2 separate regions of the Rattus norvegicus genome follow, and region 1 is linked to region 2. A link is a contact called in public Hi-C data. All regions are on one chromosome and are shown on one strand. The core of a region is the stretch at or near the end of the contact, and the rest is flanking DNA. Distances in the headings are between cores, read along the strand shown.

Evidence for each region. Hi-C and Micro-C count contacts between places; a contact is called where the count stands out from the background.
Region 1: a Hi-C map of liver shows a contact between it and region 2, with 7 times the contacts expected there. The contact joins two enhancer-like sites. A contact is called at or near these places in 6 of 12 Hi-C or Micro-C datasets (the A7r5 cell line, Schwann cells, hepatocytes and 2 more).

What each region holds. Positions count from the first base shown.
Region 1 is chr7:29,001,870-29,008,714 of GRCr8, forward strand. No RefSeq gene overlaps it. Among named protein-coding and RNA genes, the nearest start is that of Nedd1, 160 kb to the right of the region's middle. Within about 2 kb of position 2,137, at least 2 of the 93 cell types and tissues checked have an H3K27ac peak or open chromatin away from gene starts, as enhancers often do. A contact at or near this core is called in hepatocytes and liver, where this site is marked.
Region 2 is chr7:28,738,264-28,745,462 of GRCr8, forward strand. No RefSeq gene overlaps it. Among named protein-coding and RNA genes, the nearest start is that of Mir135a, 240 kb to the left of the region's middle. Within about 2 kb of position 4,323, at least 2 of the 93 cell types and tissues checked have an H3K27ac peak or open chromatin away from gene starts, as enhancers often do. A contact at or near this core is called in hepatocytes and liver, where this site is marked.

The DNA of each region.
Region 1 (6,845 bases), core at 887-3,386, 260 kb after region 2:
TACCTGTGTCATACTCAAGTGGCCCTTAGCTCCCCGTGCCTTTCCCTACAGTTGGTGCTGGGACAGAACACAGTTCTGTTCTCTGTCACCATTGGAGACTCCTCTCTGGGATCAGGAATGTACCTCCCCAGCCTGTTCCCTGGCCTTTACTTATACATAGTCCTGTGGAATTTTTCTCAACAACTACTTCTTGCTCATCGCCTAGTCCACCTTCTTCTCATGCTGGATACTTCAGGAAAACAAAGGCAGAGATTTAAGCAGTCATCATATGTGATTAAACTAATTCCTATGAAATCGCTCAATGATAAACATTTGAAATTGGGAAGATTTTAGGAGAAAGGATGACAATCACTTTGAAGATACTTGCCCCCACCAAAGAGATAAAAAAAGAAAAGAAAACTAATTATTAGCACTGGGCTTTCATAAAGCAATGGTTCCCTTATTCTTCAGCCTTATACTTCTAGGCATATCATCCAGATAGAGATGAGAGAAAAGGATGAGAATGAGTAGATAGACAAGACAATAGTGGTTGATTGACACTATCAAGACAGTTTTAAGTTGACCAACCAGAAAGTCCAGGGCCAGCAAAAGTCACATGGTAAGAGTACCTTTTAATTTAATGGAGTCAATGGGGATTGGAGGTGGGCAGGGGGTGCAGATGAGGAAAAAGCTGGAAACTGTATTGAAGAAATGTCCTTTCCTTTTGCTTTTGACAAGTGATGAAAACAAAGTGAGTACTTGTGATTTTTTTAAGCCCAGGGTTTTCGTGTGTGGTTGTACACATTCTGAACCTCACAAACGAAAATAGTAGAGTTGAATTTAACTGGTATACAGAAATACTGTTGTCTGGAAATAGAAGCATCTTCTTTGCCTGAAGAAATGTGTTTGCCTAAAGAGTTGTGCCTGCCTGAGGAGATGACATATTTCTAATTAGCACATAATAATTTTCAATGGCTCCCAAATTCTCCATTACTCCATTCAAAAAGAAGTAGAAAATCTTAAGTTTTCTCTCCTTAGTTGGAACATTAGAAACAGAACAAAATGGCCACCTCTCTTTCCTGCCCTTTAAAAATCTGAAACTCAGCTGCCATGCTGTGAGGAAGCCTAGGCAACTTGAAAATGTTTCATCCAGGTAGTCTGTCTGCCAGTCCTAGCTGGAGGCCTGGCCAAGAGCCAGCAGCCAAAGACGACACTCAGCTGATGAGCCTCCAACCTCCTTGATGCTCCACCAGAGCCTCAGATACAGAGACATAAGAACCTAAGTACTTTTGAGCACTGTGGCTGCCTCCTGTCAGCTTGCCTAGGCATGGCTGATGGAGGGCCACTAGCTATCAGCTGTAAGGAAGACTCTCCACCCGGAGCTTCTCAGTTCCCTTAGCAGCTCTACTCAAGCTTCCAGTTGCCTCACTTGGGCTGTGACTGGATTTGACCACCAGCTTGCATCCTTAAGCTCATGCATGAACTGTCATTATTCCAGCGCTGTGGAGCCAGCTGCCCTCACTCTCGGATGCTCACAGCTCACATTTCTTAGCTCGGCTCATCTTTCCTGACTGCCTCATCTCTCTCCACTCCTGCTGTCTCTTGGACCTGAATATTTGCAGATGCTTCTGCCTGAATGTTTCCTTCCTCTCCACCTTAACTTCCACAATTACCTTCTCCCCTCCTAATCCAGCAATCTAATCTCAATGCTACCAAGCAGTTCTGAGTATGCTTAAGCTTTTTATTCTTAATGGCTTACACGACTGGAAAGAGCTATATTATCAACCCCTGTGGCTTCTGATAAAGAATCTAGACACATCTCCCCACAATGGCAGAAATCGAGGAAGCAATTCCAGAATCTTCTACATTAATGAAGTCACATAGTGGGCTCGGATGAAAGCGAGAAAAGACATAAGAGGAAGACCACATTGGCCCTATCCCAGAAGAGCAAGGTCCAACATGATAGACTTCAGGGTTCTTTAAACTAGAACCTTGGAGTAAGCAAAAAAATGGAAAACAGGCCACAAGTCCCTCCTTTGGGCTGCAGGAGGCACTGCTGAGTGGGCTGCAGTAGACAACTCTTCAGCTCTTTTGGCTTCAGTGGGCTTTGGCAATGAGTTTTGAGTTAAACTTTGATGGCTTAGCAGAAATTGCCTAAGAGCTGTGTGCATTCGTTCTCCAGCGACCGTTGACTCTTGCCTTTGGTTTCTTCTGCATAGAATCCCATCATGAAACAATCAGAACAAGAATTGTCCTAGAGGGGATTAAAAAAAAATAAAAAACAAGATAGCCTCTATGAAAATACTCAATTTGATTTAGAAAGGAAAAAAAAAGGTACACAAGATGAAAATAAATGTTGGTCTCAAATATAATCTTTCAGGTATGATGAAAGGAATTGGGCTTAATCTTTCAAATAACACCAATTAGGCAAAAATGATAGAGTGTGAATGTCAAAGAGACTCTCGGGAATAACTGGGAAATTGGTAAGACAGAAGACAGCCTGGGGTTTCTGAAACACTTCTAAACAACCTCTGACACAGTACTGTCTGTGGGCATTGCATGGGGCGATAAATGTTTGCTTCAGACTCAGCTTTGAAACTTGTAAGCAAAAGTAAACAGATTCTTTCTCCCAGGGTCAAAGTCACCAGCATGTCAGCAAGTATTTCAGTAAGGAAAAAAATATAGCTGTTTGAACTGAGTGATGTCCACCGGCTTCCCTCTTCTCTACCTGCCTGTCTCTTCCTCTGCCCTGGCATCTCCATTTTCCCTGTGTAGTCCAGCTATGCACCGACTTCATTTCTTGTCTTCTTACAAGCCGTCTCCTTTCAACCAAATAACCTATTCACTGTACTTGTCAGACCTTGGTAGAAAATCAAATTACAATTTGGAGAGAGGGGGGGGGGGTAATCTAAGGTAGGCTCTTTCTATCCCTGTTTCCAAACTGATTATCTGCTGGGACAGAAAGACAGGAGAGGTAGGTTTCTGAAGATCAACAAGGAAGAATGTTCTGGAAACCAAGATCTAAAATGAGAAAGAAGAAACACAAGTTTAACCCAGTATACTGCTTTTCTTTCAGTACTAGGTTCATAAGATAGACACCTGGAAAACCAGAATTCAAATTGCAAGTGACCTTGGATGACAGGCAAAGGGGCTAGTCTCTACTCCCACCACATCAAGCCAAGACTTCCTCTGTTGACATTTTCTAGATTGTTTTCCTCTCATTAGAGCAAACTCTCTCCTCTTGTCGCTGGTCACCAAAGAAAATGTTGTATTCTTTAATGTACTCTAGGTCATAAAATCGAGTAAGAATATCTATCATTATATCATATGCATTGCCTGGATTTCTGTTAATGAATAATAAATGTTTGTGACTCTAAATGGAAATAACATTCAGTTCTGATTATCGAAAAATACAGTTCAAAGATTATTTTTTAGACTTAAAAAAATGACCTAAATATAATTCCACTATAGATTTCTCAAAATAAGGCATTTGAGACAAAAAATCTTTATCATAGAGATCTTCAAGAATCTCAGATAAATACTTATGTTAAATAAAGCCTGTCTGGAAGCCCTTGATTTGTCATTTCTTAATTTTCTGTTAAAAAAAAAAACAAACAAACAAAACTCTTTAAACTCGTAGAAACACCCCAAAACCCAGTCTCAGTAGAATATTCCAGCAGGATACACAGAAAGGAAGTTGTTGTTTGAACGAGAAAGACCCTCATGAGCTAGGAGATTTAAATGTTTGGTCCCCAGGTCATGGCACTATTAGGAGATGTGGCCTTGTTGGAGTGGGTGTGGCCTTGTTGGAGTAGGTTTGGCCTGGTTGGAGTGGGTGTGGCCTTGTTGGAGGAAGTTTGTCCCTGGAGGCGGGCTTTGAGATTTCAAACGCTCACGACAAGCCCAGTGCCTCTCTCTCTCTTCCTGCTACCTGAGGATCCTGATGTAGAACTCCCAGCTCCCTCACCAACACCATGTCTGCCTGCATACCACCATGCTTCCCAATATCACCATGTGGAAGACAAGGTACTAAACCTCTAAATTAGGCCAGCCCTAATGAAATGCTTTCTTTTGTAGGAGTTGCTGGGGTTGTCGCGTCTCTTCCTAGTAGTGGAACACTGGCTAAGACAGAAGTCCTCCTGTGAAGTCACGGTTTTCGTTTCTTTCTCAGGAAAGAAAGTTAAGAATAAAAGACAATGGGATAAGTTTGGAAACTTATCAAGTGATGGGGTGGGGTGTGAAAAAATGTCTCAGCAGTTAAGAGTATTTGCTGCTCTTCCATAGGTTCTCAGTTTGATTCCCAGCGCCACATTAAGAGATTTCAGAGATACCTGTGACTTCAGATCCAGTAGATCTGTAACCCTTTTCTGGTCTCTTGAGGTACCTAAATTCATGTGGCATAAATACAGAGAGACACTCACACACATACACCTAAATTTAAAACAAAAAATAATTTAAGACTTTTAAAATAGCAATTGAGAATTAAAAAGTCATGTGAGGCCAAAAAGAAATGTGTTTAAAAAGTAGGAGCCACAATAAAAGAATTAAAGAGGCACCGAAGGTGGTAAAGAGCTAGGCTGGCAGGAAGGTAAATCACCATGGAGGTAGAGCAGAAAAGAGAGCAGGGCTTCAACCATGATGTCCCCTTGGAAGGCAAGAGAGATGAGCGTGTTCTGTGTGTGAAGTGTTAATTTATACAAAGAGCCTGCCAATGAATGGGGGAGGGGCTCATCTGAGAAGCAGAAACAATAGGAAAGATGAGGTAGCTACGAGCCCACTGGGAAGATAAAAACCTCAAAATACAATTTCAGCCTAGTGGAAGTCACTCTTCTCTAAAGGTCTGGTCTCTTGGATACCTTATGCTAAGACATACAAGTGAAAACTATGACTTCTCAGTAGACACAAATCCAGGGTGGAAATGCTTCATCCGTTGCTAGGTGTCTATGGTCAAGTGACTGTATTTTTCCTTGAATTTTTTTTTAAATGTAAACTTGTAGTCTCATTATAGACATGGCTCCTTCATCTCAGGACTGCCCTGCCAACAGAGTTCCAGATGCACAGTACTGAATGGGACACACAGCAAAGGCTTGGTAAATTCAGTCAACTGTCGCTCGTGACTATTCTTGCTGCTCTTTAATTCAGCCTCTGCCTTGGTAACTCTTTGTCCCCAAATCTAATGTAGGTGCTACAGAAATGGTTCAGTCCATAAACTTGCTTCTTGTACAGGTCAGAGGACCTGTCTTATCTTCACTATCCACATCAAGAATTAGGTGCCTGTGTTCTCAGCACTGGGGAAACAGGAGCAGGCAGATTCCTGAAGCTAGCTGGGGAAGGCAGCCTAGCCAAATCCATAAACTTCAGATTCAATGAAAAACCTTGCCTTAAAAGATAAGAGTAGGGCCGGGAAGACGGCTCAGAGTTAAGAGCACCAGCTGATCTAGAGGTCCTGAGTTCAACTCCCAGGAACCACCTGGTGAGTCATCAACCAGCTAAAATGTGATCTGGTGCCCTCTTCTGGCAAGCAAGCATACATGCAAGCAGAACACTACATAATAAATACTTTTTTTTTTTAAGATAAGAGCAAAATACTCATGGAAGGAAATACAGGGAGAAAGAGTAGAACAGGGACTGACCTACCTAGGGATCCCATATCCAACCACCAAACCCAGTCACTATTTTGATGATAAGAAGTGCTTACTGACAGGAGCCTGATATGGATGTCTCCTGAGAGACTCTGCCAGAGCCCTACTGATACAGATAAGGATCCTTGCAGCTAACCATTGGACTGAACAAGGGAACCCCCAATGGAAGAGTTAGAGGAAAGACTGAAGGAGCTGAAGGGGTTTGCAACCCCATAGGAAGAACAACAATATCAACCAGCCAGACTCCACCAGAGCTTCCAGGGATGAACCACCAACCAATGAGTACACATAGAGGGACCCATGACTCCAGCCACATATGTGGCAGAGGATGGCATTGTCCAGCATCAATAGGAGGAGAAGCCCTTGGTTCTGTGAAGGCTTGTTTCCCCAGTGTAGGGGAATGCCAGGGCATTGAGGTGGGAGTGAGTGGGTGGGAGTGCAAGCATCTTCATAGAAGCATAAGGAGGGGGAGGGAGTGTGAGAGAGGGGCAATAACATTTGAAATGTAAATACATAAAATATCCAAGAAAATATTTTTTAAAAAAAAAAGCAACGGAGAAAGATAACTGACATCATTCTCTGGATTCCACACTCATATATCCATGTATGAACATGTGCACATGCACACATGTGCATACACACACATACCACATACATACACGCATATAACACAATACACACAAAAATCCAGTGAGTGTGTATGATTTTGCTCCAGGCATGTTTATACTCCGTACAAAAAATAATAAAATAATTTTAGCTTAAACAGTTAATATTTCTGTGTTAAGTTTAGGGGAAAAAGCAATATTTATGTGTCTGGAGAGGATAGGGAATTATTTAAGATTTAAGAGCCTATGGCCTATCAGTGAATATGACAGATTAGCTTTTAGATTCCCATTTAAAGGTTTAATTGAGTAATGGATTTTTAGACCATCACCTGTAAGTAAAAAGATACAAAGAATCTAATCAAGCTGAAAAGTACTGGAATGGTTCAGAGAACATATGATTTGTTATTTACTAGATTTCCTGGCATTTTTAAAGTTTGTCTGGTACTTTGGGCATCTGAAAAACTTTTTAAAAAAACCTGAATGTATTAAATTTATACACAGAGTTTAAATACTTAAGGAGATTTCATTAACTGAGCTGTAAAGGGACCTGCCCGAGAGTTAAATGTATTCAACTTAAATGGTTCAAACATTATTCAAAGATTCCCTAGAAAGCAACTGT
Region 2 (7,199 bases), core at 3,073-5,572:
TATGATGATTTCAGATCATACCCCTTATCTCCCCAGTTTAGCTCCTCCAGGACCCCCCAACTTCCTCTCCCAACTTCATGCTGCTTCTACTTCTTCTTCTTTTAATTAATGCTACCCATATGTGTGTGTGTGCAAAGGTCACCATCCAGTGAAGCATGGGCGACATATCGTGGTTCACATTGTTGAAGAAAAGTGACTCTCCCACCACGGTCATCAATTGCCAATAGTTCCTTCCTCTGCTAGGTGTGGGACTCGTGGGGCTCTCTTCATGCCAGACTCTTGATTTGCTTGACGTTGTATAGATCTCATGCCAGCAACACGGGTGCTGGGAATTAATAAGTGTGACAACCCCGTCATGTCCCAAGACATTGCTTCTCAGCCATCTTTCCCTGCCTGTGCCACTTAAATATTGCTTTCTGCTCTTCCGCGATCTTTCCCAAGCCTTGCAGGGACTATTGGGGTTGACAATGTACTTCCTGACTAAGCACTTGGGTGCAGGGACTCTTTGGAATGACCATTTACCAACCTACTTTAAGGACAAGTGTCAAGGGAAGTTCTGAGAGTGATCTTCCTTCTGCTAGCTTTTAAAACACGCTAAGGTATCCTGCTTTGGAATAAGACAACTGAAAATAATTACTTTTTGTCTCCTTTAGTCCATTCTTAATAAGTGATAAGTTGTTGATGGTGATGATAATGATAGTGTTGAGGTGGGTAACTGAAGAGGTTTAATACTGATGGGCCCGATATAAATGTATTTCTGGGAGAAAAAAAAAAAAACGTAGTTAACCTGTCATGCATTTGCTTGAAAATCTGTGATTATAGAATGAATGTATAAAACACAAAATGATCATTTTAAGTAGGCCAAGGGGTTAATGGTGTGTGAATGTCTGGCGATGATTAATTACATACACACACACACACACACACACACACACACACACACACACACATACAGAACTGCATTAGGAGCCAGTGATGCAAACATCAGTAAGACAGACTTCTTCCCAAGCCACATAATTTCTAGTAGAAAACATGTCAAAAAGAAAAACACAGGGTGGGTAGAGACTGGGCGTGTGACTCAATGGTAGAGTACTAGTATGCACAAGACCTTAGGTTTGATCCTTAGCATTAAAATAAATAAGCATATATGTGAACCATGGGGTAGTAGGTAACATTTATTAAGCACTTAATTTCAGCTATTATGAACCTTACACATCTCAGATAATTTAATATCCAATATGCTCTAAGTAGATCTATGGCTCTCCCTCTGCTACAAAAGCAGAACCTAAGGCAAATCCATTGTCTTTTGATCATAGAACAAATTGAGGCCCTAGCACAGGAAGCACATCTCAGGACCCACATCTTCGTGGGGTTTTGATTCTCTTTACAGACTCAGCAAACAGAGAGAGACACAATGAAGATGTTTGAAAGGAGAGACAAGTGTCGTAGCAGAAGTGCTCTCCAAGCATGGCTATGTAGCATCTGGTGGTGGGAATTTCTCAGTCTCTCAGTCTCAGGGTGGGGAGGCAAAGCAATGTCATAAGGAGACCTCAAGATTATGTCAAGAGGAAGGAAGGTAAGTAAGTTCATTTCAATTGAAAGTTACAACTACGAAGAGTTAAAGAGTTAAGGCTCTTCTGGAAATATCTACAGGAATTCAACATGGGTCATGTCTCACTTCTTTAAAGTGTGAGGAGGTATCCTGCCAAGTAAAATGGAGTCACAGCAGGGTCCCTCCATCGTCTCTTCTCACTCATTCTTAGAGCCCCTTTCCAAACACGGTGCCTTGTGTTTGGTGCATATTAAAATGCCAGATGACGGGATAATGCCTCCTCTTTTGACTGGACAACCAAGAAAAAATAATTTTAAAGTGACAATAAGCTAAAAGTAGACACTTGTAGCAACCTGGGGTAAGGGAGGAATGGTGTCAGGAGAGGATGCCAAGTTGGCAACCAGGATCTGCTACAGTGTCATCACAAGGTCTTCTTCCTAGAATCCCTGCCAGATCCCAAAGTCAGCCAATATGTCTACTTACCCTTTAACACTGGAGGGGAGAGGGAAGAAATTAAAGAGAGAGGGAGGATGAGAGAGAGAGAGAGAGAGAGAGAGAGAGAGAGAGAGAGAGAGAGAGAAGAAGGAGTGAAATCATTTGGTAGTCACAGAGAAGAAGTCTCTCTCCTGGTCCTCCCTCATTTAGTTTCGACAAAAATTCTTCAAGCTGCTTTGACACAACCCAATTTTTAAAATGCTAAAAACATAATCTTTATACAAATACATAATAAGCATGTGCCAAGCTTTATATAGCCCATTATTAAGGAAACTAAGGGGATTAAAAAAGAAAAACTCATTCAAGTTATAAAAACAAGAATTATCAGCCTAAAGGATAGAAAAAAAATAGAAGCCAAGGGGGTGTTGCTAAGCTGCTTGCAGAACTAGTTAACCTAAATGAAACAAGACAACTAGAATTCGACTGGTTCTTTTCTCTACTGGACCAGTACACAGTGGCTCGTTGTACTGTTTACATTATGGGAAAGGAGCTAGAACCTAGCCAGTCCGGTAATGGATTTCAGACATGTTTGGGAGAAGACAATGGTTGCTGGCTATAACAGGTCATTCTGTCTGCATTTGTCCTGTCTTTTAAAATTTTCCTTGACGGTAGGTGTTATGCAAACCTGCATTACAGCTGTGGCAGCTGAGATGCAGAGAAATGAGGTTTCTTATTTGTGACCATAAATATGTTGGAGGAACCTGTACCTGCTAAAATTTTATTCTGAAGGTCACATTTACTATATGATAATATACATATCTAGACAGATGACAGTTATGCAATCAATATTTCTAAGCTGAGAAATCAGATGAGATCTGGCATGTTTCAAGTAGTATGACTGTAGACAGGGACATAGGAATCACAACCAAAAGCTAAGATGTTAGCTACATAATTAAAGCAGCTAATATTTATCCCTAAAGGAGTTAAATTACTCACTGACGAGTCTTTTACTTTCATTTCAGAGGAAATGAAAATTATTTAAATGATGGTCTTTCAGTTCTCTCTCAACTCATACATACTAGACAGGGAAGTACCCATCCTGAGACAAGGGGACATCTTGGTTGCCTCACTATTCGAAACGAACAGTTCCCCAGGATGCTACAAATGCCTCTGTAACACTTGTCTTACACAATACATAGATAAATACTTTCAGTACAGCACTAGATGCCAGAAATCCTAGTTCCATCAGTACCACTGTTCACAGTCAATAAGAGAACTATTCCATCTCAAGGCATATAACATTACGACATTTTGTTGTTCCTTCAAGAATGGCAAGGTGTTATTTCAGGTGACCCAGACAAATTAGTGATGTGTAATGATGTCATATGTTCTAGACTGAAAATGATCTGTGTCATTCTGAGATCTTGTTGACTTCCTAGTTCTAACTAGCCCTTGCCATCTGGAGGACAGCATCAAAGATAATATTGAGCACCAAACAACTTTGGCAATGAGACAAACATTGAAACTCTTCTCTGGGATGAATTGGAAATTCCTACGTTGTGATTTCCTTTGCAAACAGATAGTTTTGAAGTAAGTCACTCCACTTCAATTTTCCACATAAACTCCAGTTTGTCCATTCTCCCTTATCCAAGGAAGCCTAATTGCTATCATCTCTGAATTATTGTAGTACTGCTGCTGAACAGCAGAGGTCACTCTTAACAGATTCAGGCAGAGGCCAGATTTTAATAAATGCAAAAGAGCAAGGGGGTGGGGGAGGAGGAAGAGGAGGAACTTTCACAGATTCTGGGGCTCATGGTCATTCTACAACAGCATGCTTTTTTTTTTTCAGATCCTTCCTCCTACATTGGAGCTTTCTTATGTTTCTTGGAAGGTTTGTTTTTACTGGAATTCTGTTTGTAACATTCAGAGAAAAATAGAAAAGAATATCACTATCCTAAGGAAGTGTGCACTAGTTGTATAGTTAACAATCAACCATCAGTAAATGATTGACAATCCCTTAAAAATTTGGGGCAGAGAAGTTATCTTTTTAAGATGCTCAGCCATCACATTCAGAATCAGATTACAAAACAGCTACTGACTATTGATTTGGAAGTTACCCATTGGCCTGATTTACAAGGAAAACAACACAGAAGTATGAAGTTTCCATCCTTTCACTTTGACCAAATGTACATAATGAGACACTTAAATCATGAACAACAGTCAAAGTCAAGGGTACCGAATTCCTCAAAGCTTTCCATACCCAGAGGCACTCTCAGCCAGTGGTGTCCAAGATTTCTATTGTAGTGGGGACTCTGTGCCAAAGTCACCCAGGCGGCAGGGAGGACAGAATTCACATTCCCTCCTGGCAGCCAATGATGCAATCGTTCCCAGCTCTCATTGGCTATCTGGTGAGGCAGCTGTCACTGGTCCAGCATCGCCCTCCACCAAAGTCTGAATTGCACAACCCACCAACGTACATCACAGCCAACCTGAGGGAAGAGAAACCCCACCCTGAAATCCAAGGAGCCTCACTTGTGGGCTGGAGCTCAAACTAAGTGTGCTGTTCTTCTGTTGATATTTTAATCGAGTCCTGTGCCATCCCATTCTTTTTCTTCTGCCCCTTATCTTAATGTTATTAAATGTTTTCCTGGCATGTCATCACTTCCTATCAACTTCTCTGGCTGAATTCATTATCACATGTTAAAAAGTTCTGTGTCAGAGTTAAATCTTTTTAGAATATTAAATATTAACAACAAACTCATAAAGTGATCAGAAGGAAAACACAATATTGGGGAAAGCCATAGACGTCTACAACAACTTGTTTTGTTTTGGATAGGTCTCTGTTAGCCCAGGCTGGCCTCAAACTATGTAGCCCAGGATGACCTTGAACTTCCTTCTAATCCAACTTCCTCTGACTCCTGAGTGCTGGGATTATAGGCATTTACCACCACGCTCCCTTCTGTAGACTCAAACCTGACCTTCCTACAAATAGAACAAAGTCCTTTCTCTGAAGCCTGTTTTGCTCAACCATTAGCAAGAAGACCAGTGCTGACAAGGGAGTCGATGGGATGCATTAACAGGACACCAACTTCCACCCTAACAGAATTTACAACTGTAAAACTATGGCCAATGGATGTAGCATGAAATTATGGCAGAAGGCCCATGCCTTGGGAATCCATCTCTCCATCTCCTAGAAAGATGTATTATTGGCTTGATAATTCCATTCGTTGTGTCAGACAGAGCCAGATGGGTGGGCACGGTAGAACTGAAGTGTCCTTTAGTGTCCTCATTAATGATTTCAGCTCATTTCTCAGAGCTGTAAATGAAGAAAAATAAGAAATTACGATGGAAACCACTATAATCTCTACTCTGAGCTAGACAAAAGAATGATGATGAAAATAATACATAATAAATAGTCAGACTTGTTCAAAGGAAACCATCCATCATGGCTCCATATTGCAGAAGCAAGGTTACCAGCCAGCAATTATAGGCCCAATTCTTTCCTATGCATAGAGGAAGGAGAAGTCCAGACATGCTTTATATTCAAACATGCCTTGTTACAATACCATCTGTCATGCCTCAGTATATTTTTTGATAAATATTTCTGAAGAAGCTTCTAGAACAACAACTTAATTTCAGACCAAGTCTGCAGCCAAGTAGCTTTGGTTTAAAGTACCAAGATGTCAGCTCTATTCAGAGCTATGATGGCAGAGGCAAAGATTCTTTATCACAGTGTTTTTAAAAATACTATTTTATCAGTTTCGTCTGAATAGATCACTTCCGGCCAAGAGACTTCGCATTTTAACTTGCATTGTGCCTCATATCAGACATTGAGACATATGCCCCTTTGGTGACTGGAAAGCCTCAAGAAATTCCTGTCACCTGGATTGGGGGTAATGCTGCATTCCAGGACTGTGTTTGTTCTGTGCCCTCCTCTGAGGTTTACCACAAATCATTCAGCATATGGCCTCCTCTGAGGGTTTGCAACCATTCTTTTAAGTCTGTGTGAATCAATGGGCCACTGTAATTCCTCCATGTGGCCCTTCAAACCGTTGATCCCAGGCCCTGTGAAGTTATCGGCTCCTGTGTCTCACTCTCGACCTGGCCCTGTCATGATCGCGGCATCCTGTTCTTGCTTAATACGACAGGACACAGCCCACTGGAATTATGCTCCCTGTTCTGTCTGCAGGGTGTCTGAGAAACAAACAGGTAAGGTTAGATTTTTATGGAAGCCCTCAGCGACTTTTGTCTGATGGCTCCTGAAATGAAAACAAATTGCAACTTTGCTTCGATTTCATTAACCCTGAAAGACACTGGGATTGTCATCGATTTGAGATCAGCTCCGCTTAGACAAAATCTAAGATTTAAATAGTTTCAAGTCAAAGACCTGTCATCTAATTTATGGAATAATATTTTCCTTCAATCCTTTTCCTCTTGTTCTCATCAGAACAAGAGGACGCAAACTGCAGTTCCACTGACTATGATGTTCTGGACATTTAACACAGAGCAAGGTCATGAATATCAGCCTTGTCTGAGTTCTTATCTTTCATGGTTCACAGATCTCATTTCTTCTTTGATCATCAGAGTCACTCCCAAATTGAATCTGGGCTGGGTTTTGTTCCTCTGTGTTTTTTTCCCTCTACAATCAACTATTGCTTTCTGGACCAAGAGATTAATGAAATCACAGCCAGATTGAAAAAAAAGAAGCTAGTGAACCAAAGAATGATAAGTTACTAAATAAAATTCAATGTTTAAAAAACAGAGAGAGAGAGAGAGAGAGAGAGAGAGAGAGAGAGAATATGCCTAAAAAGGAAGATGAAGAGAAATAGAGATACATCTGGGCACCATATCCCTGTTTGGATTAAGAAGACCAAAAGTGAATCTGAAGACAGAAGTATCCTTAAGACAGAGTTGAGGGGTTGGGGATTTAGCTCAGTGGTAGAGCACTTGCCTAGCAAGAGCAAGGCCCTGGGTTCAGTCCCCAGCTCCGAAAAAAAAAAAAAAAAGACAGAGTTGAACCCCAGAGGGGGTCTCTTCTATCCGATAGGTTAATTTTCCTGTATTTTGTTGATATAATTTTCAAGCTTCAAGTTTCCCATTTAATTGCAATACAAATGCTAACACAGATTCTAGGGTAGACACAAGGCTAGCCTGCCTGTGGTTAGGCAGGAACTATGCAGGTCAGAAGTGAATGATTGTCTCACCAATCTCT